Linked DNA regions of Mus musculus: all the other regions are linked to region 1. Evidence: chromatin contacts called from public HiChIP or PLAC-seq and Micro-C data. All regions are on one chromosome and are shown on one strand. Each heading gives the region's core, a stretch centred on a gene start, on an enhancer-like site or on the middle of the called end of the contact. The rest is flanking DNA. Distances are from core to core; before and after follow the strand shown. Region 1 overlaps Gm30173 (predicted gene, 30173). Region 2 has its middle 84 kb from the start of Gm38537. Region 3 overlaps Foxo1 (forkhead box O1). Region 4 has its middle 66 kb from the start of Gm38537.

Evidence for each region. A called contact is a pair of places that touch in the nucleus more often than the background predicts. HiChIP or PLAC-seq counts read pairs in DNA pulled down with a chosen protein or histone mark.
Region 2: a FOXA1 HiChIP or PLAC-seq map of pancreatic cancer cells shows a contact between it and region 1. The contact joins two enhancer-like sites. A contact is called at or near these places in 2 of 484 Hi-C or Micro-C datasets (myocytes and nephron progenitors) and 1 of 115 datasets of contacts at active chromatin or transcription factors (pancreatic cancer cells).
Region 3: a contact with region 1 is called in an HNF4G HiChIP or PLAC-seq map of pancreatic cancer cells. The contact joins two enhancer-like sites. A contact is called at or near these places in 3 of 484 Hi-C or Micro-C datasets (brown adipocytes, myocytes and nephron progenitors) and 1 of 115 datasets of contacts at active chromatin or transcription factors (pancreatic cancer cells).
Region 4: a Micro-C map of the HL-1 cell line shows a contact between it and region 1, with 2.0 times the contacts expected there. The contact joins two enhancer-like sites. A contact is called at or near these places in 5 of 484 Hi-C or Micro-C datasets (the HL-1 cell line, brown adipocytes, embryonic fibroblasts and 2 more) and 2 of 115 datasets of contacts at active chromatin or transcription factors (heart atrium and pancreatic cancer cells).

What each region holds. Positions count from the first base shown.
Region 1 is chr3:52,537,246-52,540,304 of GRCm38.p6, forward strand. The region is part of intron 1 of Gm30173 (predicted gene, 30173); the gene reads left to right. Among named protein-coding and RNA genes, the nearest start is that of Gm30173, 22 kb to the left of the region's middle. Within about 2 kb of position 1,281, at least 33 of the 459 cell types and tissues checked have an H3K27ac peak or open chromatin away from gene starts, as enhancers often do. A contact at or near this core is called in the HL-1 cell line and pancreatic cancer cells, where this site is marked.
Region 2 is chr3:52,381,868-52,385,066 of GRCm38.p6, forward strand. No RefSeq gene overlaps it. Among named protein-coding and RNA genes, the nearest start is that of Gm38537, 84 kb to the right of the region's middle. Within about 2 kb of position 1,789, at least 14 of the 459 cell types and tissues checked have an H3K27ac peak or open chromatin away from gene starts, as enhancers often do. A contact at or near this core is called in pancreatic cancer cells, where this site is marked.
Region 3 is chr3:52,339,008-52,342,111 of GRCm38.p6, forward strand. All of the region lies in intron 1 of Foxo1 (forkhead box O1), which reads left to right. Among named protein-coding and RNA genes, the nearest start is that of Foxo1, 72 kb to the left of the region's middle. Within about 2 kb of position 1,529, at least 19 of the 459 cell types and tissues checked have an H3K27ac peak or open chromatin away from gene starts, as enhancers often do. A contact at or near this core is called in pancreatic cancer cells, where this site is marked.
Region 4 is chr3:52,399,556-52,402,836 of GRCm38.p6, forward strand. No RefSeq gene overlaps it. Among named protein-coding and RNA genes, the nearest start is that of Gm38537, 66 kb to the right of the region's middle. Within about 2 kb of position 1,471, at least 211 of the 459 cell types and tissues checked have an H3K27ac peak or open chromatin away from gene starts, as enhancers often do. A contact at or near this core is called in the HL-1 cell line and pancreatic cancer cells, where this site is marked.

The DNA.
Region 1 (3,059 bases), core at 31-2,530:
GGCATCTCTCCTCCATTTCAGAATATTCTTGTATGTCCAGTGATGCAAATCAAGTTATCAAATATTTGTTGAGCACATGCTATTTATTCAGGATCTGAAATCATTTGAAAAACTGGATCTGGGCGGGGGGGGGGGTGGGGGTGGGGGGAAAGAGGGCCAAGGAAGGGAAAGATACTGATGATAATAAACAGACAGATTCAATGATAAAGAACGTTGGAATGTTTAATAATCTCTAGCGTCTACTTGTTTGTTTAGAGCCACTTTGTGTGGTTAAAAATGCAGGTCACAGTGCGACAATTGACTGAGGGAGAGCCTCACACGTGACCTACTGGATGGAAACTGAACTATGAGGCCCTCAGGATGACAAATATTGCTTGGTGATAAAAAGCACTGCTTCATCAGGGACTAATCTGCTGCTAAAGTGTTGCTTCAGGAAAAAAAAAGTATGACCAGAAAGGAAGTCCCGGTGATTTAACTGATGGGGACAGCTGGAGGCCCTGTAATTGTCCACCGAGAAAGTAGAGAAAGGAAAAGTTGTCTTTCTATGGAAAAGATGGTATAAACCGGTGTGGCCGGACTCTTCTGGCTCTGAAGATTCCTGAGAGCGCTTGAGGAGACTGATCACAGGCAGTGCCCATCCATGGGGTGGGCTACAGCAGCCAAAGCCTTCTCTACGGTGGCAGCATAGCTCTCCTTTCTGCAGAGGCATCAGGTCTGGGGGTGGGGTATTCAAACGTCTTTGAGAATTGATGTAATTGCTACAGGTGACCCAGTGAGAGAGAAGTAAGTGGTAAATAGCCCCACCAGATTTCCTTAAATCAGAACAATTCTGTAATCAGTTGCTGTATAGATTGCGGCTCTCTGTGATGGAAGCGGATAACTTAATTGGCCAAAAGAACTCAGGAGCTACTTTGGTGGCTGTGATGGCTAATCTCGGTTGTCAACTTGGTTGGATCTGGAATCAACTAAATTACAAGCCACTGGGCATTTCTGTGAGGAATTTTCTTGATCACATTATTTGAAGTGGGAAGACTTATCCTAAATGGGGATGGTAACTTCTGGTGCCAGACCAGATAAAGGACATAGAAGATGGACACTGCTTTCTGTTTGCCTTCACTCTTGCTGACAAGTCTGCTGGTCCTGTGGCTACATCGTTCCTTTGTTGAGAATAAAACCACTTTCTTCGGGTTTCCAATGCAGACTGATGACCAACAGCTTTCCAGGAATCCTCAAGACCTTCAGTGCCAGAGACACTGCTGCTGAGACATGCAGCCTCCTGATGTGAGCAGTTACCAGAGTCTCAGCTTAGTCATCGTGAATCACCACTGTTGGACTGCCAGGGCCATATTATGTAAGACAATCTGATAAACCCCCACCACACACACACACACACACACACACACACACACACACACACACACAGATATATATATATGCACATATACATACACACACCGATACACACACACAACACACAATCAGTTCTATTTCTCTAGAGACCCCGGAGTCTAGCATTAGCCACTCATTTGGCTGAGTAACGTTAGGCAAAGTTCTGATGCTTGGGATTTTGGCCTTGCTGTGGTGATGACTGGTGCTTGCTGGATACTGTGAGACCAGGATTCCTGGCACAAAGAATTCTGGGAGATGGAATAATTGCCACTCCACACCATCACCCCCAGGCCATGATTCTTCTGTCACCATCTAGGGGTGGTGTGGCATGAGGAATGAGGTAGGGACTTACACAGGAAATCTTGTTTAGTCCCTGGTGTTGCTGCCGTTCTCCACAACCCTGATAGAGGACGTGAGGGCTCTGAAGTTCAAGGATCTCATATGGGCCATTCAGCCAAAGGGATGCATTGGAGAATCCCCAAACAGTGTGTTCTGCAGTCAGCCCAAGTGATGACTCCAAGAACATTCTAGGCTATAGTCTAGGCCTGGACGTCACTGGAATCTTCTCTGGTACCATGACAACCGGTATTTAGGGAGGCAAATCTGGGTATCTGAGAAAGAAGAGGGTGTGAGCCTTGAGTTCTGTAAGATCCCAAGCCCTGTGGTGCTGTGGAACATCTTAAAGGGGAGGTCTGGGCAGGCTGCTACTTTATCTCTGTCCAGTGATAGACCAAAAGAGCTCAGGCAATGCATCTCTAGCAACAAAACTAGTCACAAAACATGGAGATGCATTGGTGGTTGGTAGGTCCTAGGTGGTTGAGGTTTTTAGATGTAGAAAGAATAAATCTTGGGGACAGTTCAATCTGCCCTCTTGGTATAAATTGATTGATACCCTTTGACATCTTGGGAGCCACATTTTTACTTTCTGGAACGAAGAGAAGTTGGTGTTTGGAGTTGGTCCTGCATAGAGATTTCTCGGATTGGTAGAGAAGGAGGAAGGAAAGTTGACATGAAGCGTTCCTTCTGCCTGGATACATGTCTACTCCTCGGTCCTTCACAAGGCGCTCGTGTAGCCCAAAGAGTGAGCTTTACTTTCAAAGAGTTAACTGGAACTTGCGGTGATTTTTCTACTAGTTTAGTATGGCTCAAGTCATGAAGCAGGCTTATTGCCTATTTCAGAGCATCCGTAAAGCCAGAAGTCTACGAAGAAGCCAGTACAAACCATGTCAGGAGTAATGGAACCTTCTACCTTTCCTTTTTTTTTTTTCTCTCTCTCTCTGACAGATGTCACAGATCGAGTTTCTCTCCTGGGATATGGACCCCAATAAAACCTATGGCCTGACACACTGGCAGCCTCTCTGAGCCGCAGACGCATGCTTAGAATTCCACAGTCTGCTATGAGGCCAGCGGAGAAAGCCCCAAGCAAGAAAGGCAGACACTGGGCACTTTTGAACTTATTCTGGGTATTAAAGGAGCTTTAAGTGGGAAGGGTATGTGGAGCCAAGAGCCAGCGATTTTCAGCTGACTGGGGAGAGTTGCCACACAGCCTGGAGATGTGCCCTAGGCAGACAGTACCAGGTACTGCCAGGTACGAGGCGTGATTCTGGGCAGGACAGTTCTCTTTCAAACTGTGCTGGATAAGCCTTGTGATGGAAATGTGGGGCATCTTC
Region 2 (3,199 bases), core at 539-3,038, 150 kb before region 1:
CAGCTTCCATAAGATTTCTTTTTTTTTTCCTCTGTTGGCGGGGGAGGTGGCAAGGGTGGAGGGTGGGTGTCGGGGAGAGGGAGATGAGTGGGATTGGGGTGCGTGATGGGAGATTCACAAAGAATCAAGAAAAAGTTAAACAGAACAAACTCACTAAGACTTTTTATGTTTGCATACTGCCATTCCTCCTACTTTACCGCACCTTTGGGTGGGTTGTATTGTGTTAAACAAGTTTAGTCACCCCATTGGAATGCACATTTGCTTTTGTCTTTAATAAATGGTAATTTGTAGGAATAAAAGACTTTTTCTTCCTGTTTCTTCTCCCCCTTCTCCTCTTTCTCTCTGAGCAGGGTCTTAGGTAGTGTCCAAGCTGGCCCTAAACCTTGCTGAAAGATGACTCTGTGGCCCCACGTCTCAAGTGCTACAATTATAGGTGCGCACCAACATGCTTGGTCTTAGCTACCTTTCTTTATGATTTCTTGTTTGATCCGTGTGTCTGTTTTATGTGCCTATATACTCAGAATCACATGAAATTATTCCAAGGAGAGGGAGTCAAAGGGGAACAAATTGTAGGCCCTTTCTAGTGGACTCTGTGACAAAGCTCTATTCCACTCCAGGTTAAAGAATCCAGGAGGCAAGCCAGGCATGGTGGTGCACGCCTTTGATCCCAGCACTAGGGAGGCAGAGGCAGGCAGATTTCTGAGTTCGAGGACAGCCTGGTCTACAGAGTGAGTTCCAGGACAGCCAAAGGCTAAACAGAGAAACCCTGTCTCAAAAAAACAAAAAAACAAAACAAAACAAAACAAACAAACAAACAAACAAAAAGAATCCAGGACGCAATTGCCTCTTGGTGCAGTCAACTGCTGGAAAGTTTTTTTTGATAAGGAATATTTTTTGATACCTGATGTTCTTTCTTAGAGACAGGTGTCTGGAAAGAACACTTAGGAAAAATATTCCTACCCTGGAAGAGAATGGCAAACCAGATCTTCTAGGTCAGTGGCTCTCAACCTTCCTAATGCTGTGACCCTTTAATAAAGTTCCTCACGGTGTGGTGACCCCCCACAACCATAAAACTATTTTCATTGCTACTTTATAACTGTAATGTTGCTACTGTTATGAGTTGTAATGTAAATATTTTTGAAGATAGAAGATTACCAAAGGGGTTGGGACCCACAAGTTGAAAACCACGGTATTTTTCTAGGCAGTAAAATACAATTTTTTGACTGAAGGAGGGAACTAATTCTCAAAAGTTGTCTTCTAATGGCAACTGTGCGCTGTGGCACCCATGTATCCACACACATTCCCAAACACAAATAAATAAATACATAAACAGATAATAAATAAACATAATTAAAAAAAAATAGCCACCTCTGTTGGTGACCTTAGAGGATTGAAAGAGAGCTAAGTGCCTCTGAATAATAAGGCTAGAAGAATTCTGGTGTAGAGCAAGGCCTTTGGCATTGTGATAGGTGGATGTTGGTTGGCAAGGCCCAGAGGACAAAGGCCTGGACTCTTCCTCTCAATGGGAGTGTGTGCTGACCCCGTATCCTGCCTGGCTGGCCGATGCTACGGCCAGACTGTGATTGAAATGAAAATATCCTTCTAAGGGTATTTCAGGTTCAAATTCCAGTTGGCTTGTAGGAGGAAGGGGATCTTATCTGATGACAGAGAGTGGAAGCCGGCCTCTGATGGTTACTCACAGAATCAACAGAGGCTGGGAATTCCAGGGAGGAGCGCTTCAGAAAACCTGCATCCAAGTCCTTGACGTCTACTGGAGGAGAACAATGGGGTAAGGGCAGAGCCAAATAGTCATCTGTAGTCATGGTGAGACCGGAGTTAGAAAGCCACATCACCATTCCTCAAAAGCTTGGGAATTCCTTAGGAAACAGTGCCGGGACAATGGCGTGCGTCTCTACCTGCCCTGCTTCACAAGTGTCTGGGTGAGTCTCTCTGCACCAGACAGGTGTTCTCGCAGAAAGTGGAACCTAAAGTCACAATATATAGGGTTTCTCCATGTGGGGTCCTATAAATTTATTGCGGGCATTAACAGAATTATGACTTGGAAAAGAATGGAAGTTTTTCAGTAATTCTCTGGAAGTTGGCGGGAGCTGAGTTTTGGTGAGTGAATTTCAACTGGAAATTAAAATGGATGTTTCGAGTGAGTTAACTTCAGGCCCCCAGACCTTCCGTCTCACGGCAAATCTGTTTTCATTTTACTCTGCTTTCAACATAAACCTTGCCGCTCTGGGGTCTCCCGAAGGCTGGAAGCATCCAGAGCAGTCAGAAAAGGCCACCACTCTTTGTCACTAATATTGTGAACGATCTGCCTGGGACAAAGCCCTCCAAAGGCTCCTTCCAAATTGGTCCATGGCTGTGCTGGTAGTGAGGAGGCCTATAGAGCAGTGACCAAATCTGGGGCCAAAGTACCCGCTGTTGGGAATGATGCCAAAGCCAGAGAGTATGTTACAGTTAACTCAAGCAGTAGAGGAGCCTTTCCTGCTACTACAGCGCATGATCCTCCCTCAAGGAAGCTGACTGGGCCAAAAGAGCAAACTCTGAGACAAATAGCAATGAAATAAGTGTTTTATATTCCACCAAAGCCTGGAGATGTGAGGGTTGTTCTGTGCTTTACAGTTTAATGGTAAAAAAAAAAGTGTAGAACATTCTACAACACGAGGCACAGGCTGTTCTGTATAGAAGTCAGAAAAACCAAGACTCCGTATGTGAGGGGGAAAGAGCAAGTCTGTGAACAAAGGACCAAAGACGTGGATAAGGGGCCATAAGGTGTACTGGAAATGGTGACAAGGACACAAATGAAAGTATATACTTCCCAATGTATTCATCCCATGGGATTGTGAGCCACTTCCTAAAATACAGGTGACTTAAACCCAAGAGCAAACAGCTAACAGATGCCCAAGCAAATGGCTATTTCTTTCCTTTAAAATAAGTAGTATGGATTTTCATGTGGTTTAAAATGAATGGTTATACTACAGGGGTATACTTTGCTTCTTGAAGGTAATGATAATGTTAAATTATTTCTTGACAGTGTTCAAACTTATTGTCCTACTTGATAGCATCTCAAATCTCAAATAGTCTTCAGATATAAGGGCTAGCCTTATACCCCTTCTGTGCATTTGACGGAGCTTTTAGTGTACCAAGTGCTGGGTGAGGTGTTTTGGTGCTTGATGTTTGCTGATGA
Region 3 (3,104 bases), core at 279-2,778, 200 kb before region 1:
CTTAAAAATTCCTGTTTATATATTCCTTACTTCCTATAACAAAGTAGCCAGTTTTATTTCCTTATGTTTGTGTCAAGTGATACCCAGGCCCTTCCATGCATACATGCTACCCCACTCTACCCTGTGTAGTCCTCTGATAGCCATTGACAGGTGTTAAGAGCCAATACTCATTGAGACCCTGACTGACTCATTCTAGGACCACCTCCATCTCAGGGAGGCTTCCCATGCTACCCACGAGTCCCCTCGCCTCTCCTTTTTGCTGCTATTTTACATGACAACTGTATCTCCCCCACCCTGTGTACTATGGAAGATCGCTTTAGAGGAATTTTCTTTACTCTGGAATGCTTTGAATAAGATGAAGCACTTTGGAGCAAAATGGGAATCCACAGCAGTTTGGTAACTACAGTTCCATGTCAGATGGCCTAGAAAGACGGTCGTGTCTTAGAGTGTAGACCAGATGAATGGTGAGTGTTAGAGCTTTGAGGACAGCTTTGGGATCACCAGAGAAGTGTCAGGACTTTAGTGTAGACAGGTTATGGTTTAGAGGGTGCTCAGGTGAGAATAGAGCTCTGAAATGAAACCATCTTTATGGAGAAAAAGCAAGGCTTCTCTTACAACATGCTTTTGAGTCAAATTTCATGTACACTATTAACAATTTATGTCTAAATGCACACAGACTGTCGAGTAAATGTCTCATGATTTCCTTCTCACAAGCACACTGGACACTAGTCATTATTAGTAGTAACTCAAATCGGAACTCTGAGTAGTGGAGTGGGCTTTGCTACTCTGAATCTTGAGTGTGTTTTCACATAGCAGTGTAAAAAGGAAGCACGAGGTGGCATCGATAGTTGCTGGGTGTCTGTAACAGCTGCACACAATTAGAAAGCTCAAAAATGAGGGAAAATACTTTGGGAAAATCTAGTTTGTCTAGCATTTTTTAAAGAATTTCCAAAATTCCTACAACTGGGCGCTTTTTAGCCATATGTTCCAGTCTCTGAGCATGAGATTCTTTGTGTTTGTTGTCGACACCTATGCAGTCAGGTGGCACTTCTCAGCAGACGGGGGTCTCTAGGGACCATTTCGTTTTCCTTGTGAGTTCTCGTAGCCTCTTTACATAGGCTTTCCCTGGGAAAATGCATACCTGAAACTCAGCGTAGCTTCTGTCATAAAGCACCCACAGGGTAGCAAGTCTTATTGTGTACATTGACTAGCCATTAGGGCAAACGCTGGGTTTTATAAAGCAGTAAGTGCAATGACTACTTCTCCCCCAGTGTGTTGTGTACTCATGTTACTCCAGTGTGTTGCTTTGCTTCTTGATACAAGTGAGTACTAAGAGGTGGTTTTGTCAGCTTGCAGCAGTGTAGTAGGGAATCACAAAGTCTTGCCCGAGTTCTAGCTAATGGGAGGGAGCTTCTTTCTGCTCTAGTTTCCCCCTTTCTAAAGTGTGACCAGTGACACCTGTCTACGTGTAGACTACCCCGTAGGGTGAGAAGAGATGTAGCCACAACAGTACACTAGAAAGGAAGAGCCGTAAGGTACAAAGGCCAGGATTTCATGAGCAAGGTGCAATCAGCATAAATTGCTGCCTGGTGGTTATTACTGTATGGAAAGAAAGACCAAGGGTGCACCTAGAATTGAAAAGTAGAAAGAAATAGGAAATGTAAAAAGACCCAGGCCAGGCCAGCAGGTAGTGGCCTTCGCACGGCTGAGAAGCTCAAGCGCTAAAGTATGGTTCAGGTCAGACGCCAGGGTTCTGAGAGCCAGGGACCTGGCAATCAGGATGAAGAGAGATGCCTCGGAAGCACCAGATCCAGCAGGTGACAGGAACTGAAACCAGTAAGCAGGGGCAGGGCAGGGTTTCCAGCAGGCTTAGGGGGTGGTGAGAGGCAGGCACGGAGTCTATGTTTGACTAACTTATGACTCGGTCCTCACCTCCGATTTTTGTTGGAGATTCAGCATTCCTAGAAGTCTACTATGATGGATGAGTAGTTTCCAATGTTTTGTTTTGCTTTTAAATCTCATGCCCTTTTTTGATAGGGCTTCAAGTTGTTCATGCAGTTCAGATATATTATGTATGTTCTATAGCACATTGTTAGACATAGTTTTTTGTGTGAGATTTAAAACTTCAAGGTAAATGCATATTTATAGATTCTGCACTTCAGTGATTGCCTGATAATTGCTTTTGACTGGGAGGATAAAAACATCTTGGTTGGAAGAACAAAGAACAAAATAACCCTGTCCTGTGTCTCTATGTGCCTGACATTTCCCACCCTAGGACAGTACAGTAGATCTCATTCAAAACCGACCCAGTGGAGAGACCCAGCTATGGTCATTAAAGCAGATCTGTTTTGGCCAGCCAGGACTAGAAAACTGACTGTAGTGTGTAAATTTAGGCAATGTGTGTGTTGAGAAACCATCAGACCCTTCCTTGACACGAGTTGCTATTTCCCATAAATAACATGAATGCTTTATACTAGTTGGAACACTGGAATCTGGTTATCTTATATGTATATCTTATATACATGTACAAAACATTATTATTCTAAAGATGCTGGTGTCCTAGTAGTGTTATTAACTAACTTCATTCCTATTGATGGAGACGGGCATTTTTACACATGCTGCCTTGTTGAGTATGTTGAACTGTCCTTGACATAGAAGCTGAGGAAGTTGACGGCTCCTAGAAAGCTCTGTGGGGGTCATCTGTTGGTTTGTCAAATGACTCTTACTATTCCCTTCCTTTCACAGAACCTCTGGAGGGTAGCCTGGGTCCTCCTTCCTTCCTATTTCCTTTTCTGCTGTCTGTACCATGAGCTGTCCTAATGTGGAACATGAATGGTAGATGCCTAAGAGATGCCTAAAACCTCACATCTTCCCTGTAATGTTTTTGGGGTGTCAGTCAACAAAGTTTTATTGAGCTCATGTGTGTAGAACACCTGTTAGAGGCTTTGAGGTTAGAAACTTAAGTTTAATCTTGTGTTTAAGGAACTTGGAGTCTGGTCTATAGGGGCATAGAGCAGAGTGCTCAGGAGCAGAACAGGTTGAGCATCGGGGTACACCAGGTTTGTGTCTACCTTTCTGGCAGAACTGGCTTGTGTCAGGCTCCC
Region 4 (3,281 bases), core at 221-2,720, 140 kb before region 1:
TCACCAAATTCAACAACACCCTCCTTACTCCCCATGCCAGTTCTGTTTGTTTTTTGTTGTCACAGGTGCATAGTTTTACTTCCGGTGCCCAGCCTGTCTGATCTATAACCTGGGTCACCTTTTCCCTACCCTCATACCACTGGCTCAGACTCCGTGCTTCAGCTTCTTCTCTCACTCAGTCAGGTCTTCTAGAGGATTCCAAACACTGCCTGTCTCTGCAGTGTGGCCTGAGTTAACGTACAGACAGAATTAGGAATGCTCTTCTCTCCCTCAGAATTGTCCTCGTCCTCATTTTCAACATCTTGAAACTGGCTGGGATGCTCGCCCCCCCCCTCCCCCAAGCCTCTCACCCTATAATCTAGCCATGGGTTTGTTCTTATTACTGTCGGTTTGGGCTTCTGTTTTCCCCTCTACCTGCCTTCCCTAGCTATGGAAATCCGACCCTTCATTCAGTAACAAACACAAGAGCCACCTCTTCCAGGAAGCCCTCTGGGAAGCCTCCTAAGAGAAGTCAGTTGCTTGGTCTTCTGTCCCCTCAGCCCTTCCTCGGCATCTTCAGGCATCAGTCAGGCGTGTGTTGGTCTGGCCACTCTGCTGGCTGCCAGATCAGAGGACAGGAGTGCTGCTCTCATCTCCAGTGTCAACAGATTGGCTCTTAACTTGCCCCAGGCCTGGGCTTATCTGATAGCCTTGTGGCCTCAGTTCGGAGATGTCCTGCAGTCCTTAGTCGCCCCCCCCCCCCCACCTTCCAACGCACCACCCCCCCTACCCCTTCAGAGGGTGTCGAGGTTTCCCTAGAAACTGCCACTTCAAAGCCACAAAGGAAAAACAAAAATCTAGCTAAATCAGGCAAGGCGGCTTCCTTCCGAGGATGCCTTCCTGTGCTCCTGCACCTGTGCGTGGCCTCCGGTCAGATTTTGACACGAACCAGCAGTTGCACTCAGAATCACCCAGGGGAGGTAAGGGTGCCCAGAGCAGGTCGACAGAGAGCTGACTTCTGCCCCCAGCCCCTCTTGGGAGTCCTGACTGGAATGGTTCCCTTCTTAACTGCCTTGAGGGTGTATGGTAGTTCTGCCACCTGGAGGGTGTGTCTTTCCCTATAGGCCAGAAACACTTTAAATCCTCACTCTGCCCTCTAGAGTGACCTGGTGCTTAATTTTCAATTTTTTTTTTTTTTTTTTTTTAGCGTTGATGGGGCTAGAATAATCCAGGGCTGACAGTTCTGCCCCCGACCTACCTCTGCAGGCTACAGGCTTTCTTTTCTACTTTTAAATTTTCCAGGTGCCCCGGGTTGCTCTTCCCAGTGGGAGTCCTGCCTTAAATCCTAGGCCATTTGCATTTTCTCAAGGACCCTTTGTGGCAGGTAGGTCCTCGCCTCTTGCAAATGACCTTGAATAACACTGCCCTCTGCACTCTTTCTGGCAGCCACAGGAAGAACGTCCTGCCCGCTGTGAGTCTGGGGCCTTGGAGAGCAGGGCAGGGAAAACAAACAGCCTGTCCTTATTCGTCCATTACTGCAGACCAGTGGATTGGGCATTTAGGATTTAGATTTGCAATTTGTGAATTGATTAAACGAGGAGACTTTACCGAGTGGCTCCCAAGGGCGCAAGTCTTTCATGCCTCTTTCACAGATGAAGAATCTGAGTTATGACAAAGTTTGGCGCACTCAACTCCCAACCAGACTCCCCCTATGGGCTCTTTATTCGCGCTGAATCACGGGCCTGACTGTCGCCCAGAGCAGAGAGGGCGTCGCCTGTGGCTGGCGGATTTTTACTGCTTCCTTTTCATACTTCTGTCACCTCTGTCTGATCTCAGTCCTTGCCTGGCCACTCCTGCGTGCCCCACAAACTTGGAAAACCGCTGCCCTTTTCTCAGCCATTAGCTAGCAGGAGAGAGGCGTGCTTCCCGATTGAGGGCGGCAGCCGTGATGGGGTGGGGATGGGGCCGCTGAGAGGTAGCCTCCGTTCATCAGGCCTGAGCCCACCGGCTCCCTCACCAGGCCTGCATCTCTTGGGTCTGGTGAAAAGAGAAGGGGGTGGGGGTGGGCGTGGAGCCCTCCTGGGAGGCCGATCCAGGGGCTTTCTCTGCCTTAGCGCTGTTGTCTGGGCTTGCCAAGTCCCACGAGTTGGCAAACTCTCGGAGAAGTGCTTTCAAAGCCGGCCTTCGCCCTCCTTGGCAGATGCCTCAAAGCTGTCTTGCTTTGCTCTGCCTGTGCCTGGGAGTCTGTACAGGGCATTTGTTCACACGCCTCAGTGGGGACATCCCTGGAAGAGGCTCACAGGCACAGTGGGAGCTCAGCTGGATGACCCTTGAGGCAGGACCACTTGGGTGGGCGTCAGGAACTGGGGCCAGGTGGCTTGGGAGGGGCAGAACGCCAGAATGGGCGAGGGAGGTGCTAGAAGTGTTCGCTCTCCTCGGGAATAGCGTTTAAGGACTGGGAAGCATTGCCAAATAGTTAACTTTTAGAAGCTGTAGGCAGGGCACTGAAACTTTTTCTATTTCTGTTTTACTTTAGTTATCCTGTTTGATGCAAAATCATAAATATCCCAGGACATAGAAATGAGTCCTCGGGACCAGACAGAATCGAAGATGGCCTTGGAATTTACTGGCCTCAAAACGTTTTTCTAAAGTTTCATTTCTGGACGTTCACAAAACTTTAAAAGTGAGGCTCTTTGAAAAAGCCAAGCACAGGTGTGGCACCTTTAATCCCAGCACTCAGGAGACAGAGGCAGGGGTCTCTGTGAGTTCCGAGGCTGTTCTAGGTTACAGTGAGTTCCAGGGCAAACAGAGCTATATAGTGAGAATCCTGTCTTAAACAACAGATAGATAGATAGATAGATAGATAGGCTGGCTGTTCCATGTTACAGTGAGTTCCAGGGCAAACAGAGCTACATAGTGAGAATCCTGTCTTGAACAACAGATAGATAGATAGATAGATAGATAGATAGATAGATAGATAGATAGATAGGCAGATTAATAGGTAGATAGATGGTCGGAAGATTATCTGATGCTTATGTGAACAGAGCCCATCCCAGACATCACAGGTAATAGCCCAACTAGGGTTGCCAATCAAAATGCCAAATACCATTTCTGCTTCTAGAAACACAGAGCATTTGGGCTGGTATGGCAGTACAATGACAGTGTCAGCCCCATGGGATTGCAGTAACAGCCAGCCCCATGGTAACACAGTGACAGAGAGCCAGGCCATTCCTTGTCTCTGGCAAACTTTTTAAATCGAGTCCCAGTGAACTTTTGTTGAGATAAATTAACAACAACAACAA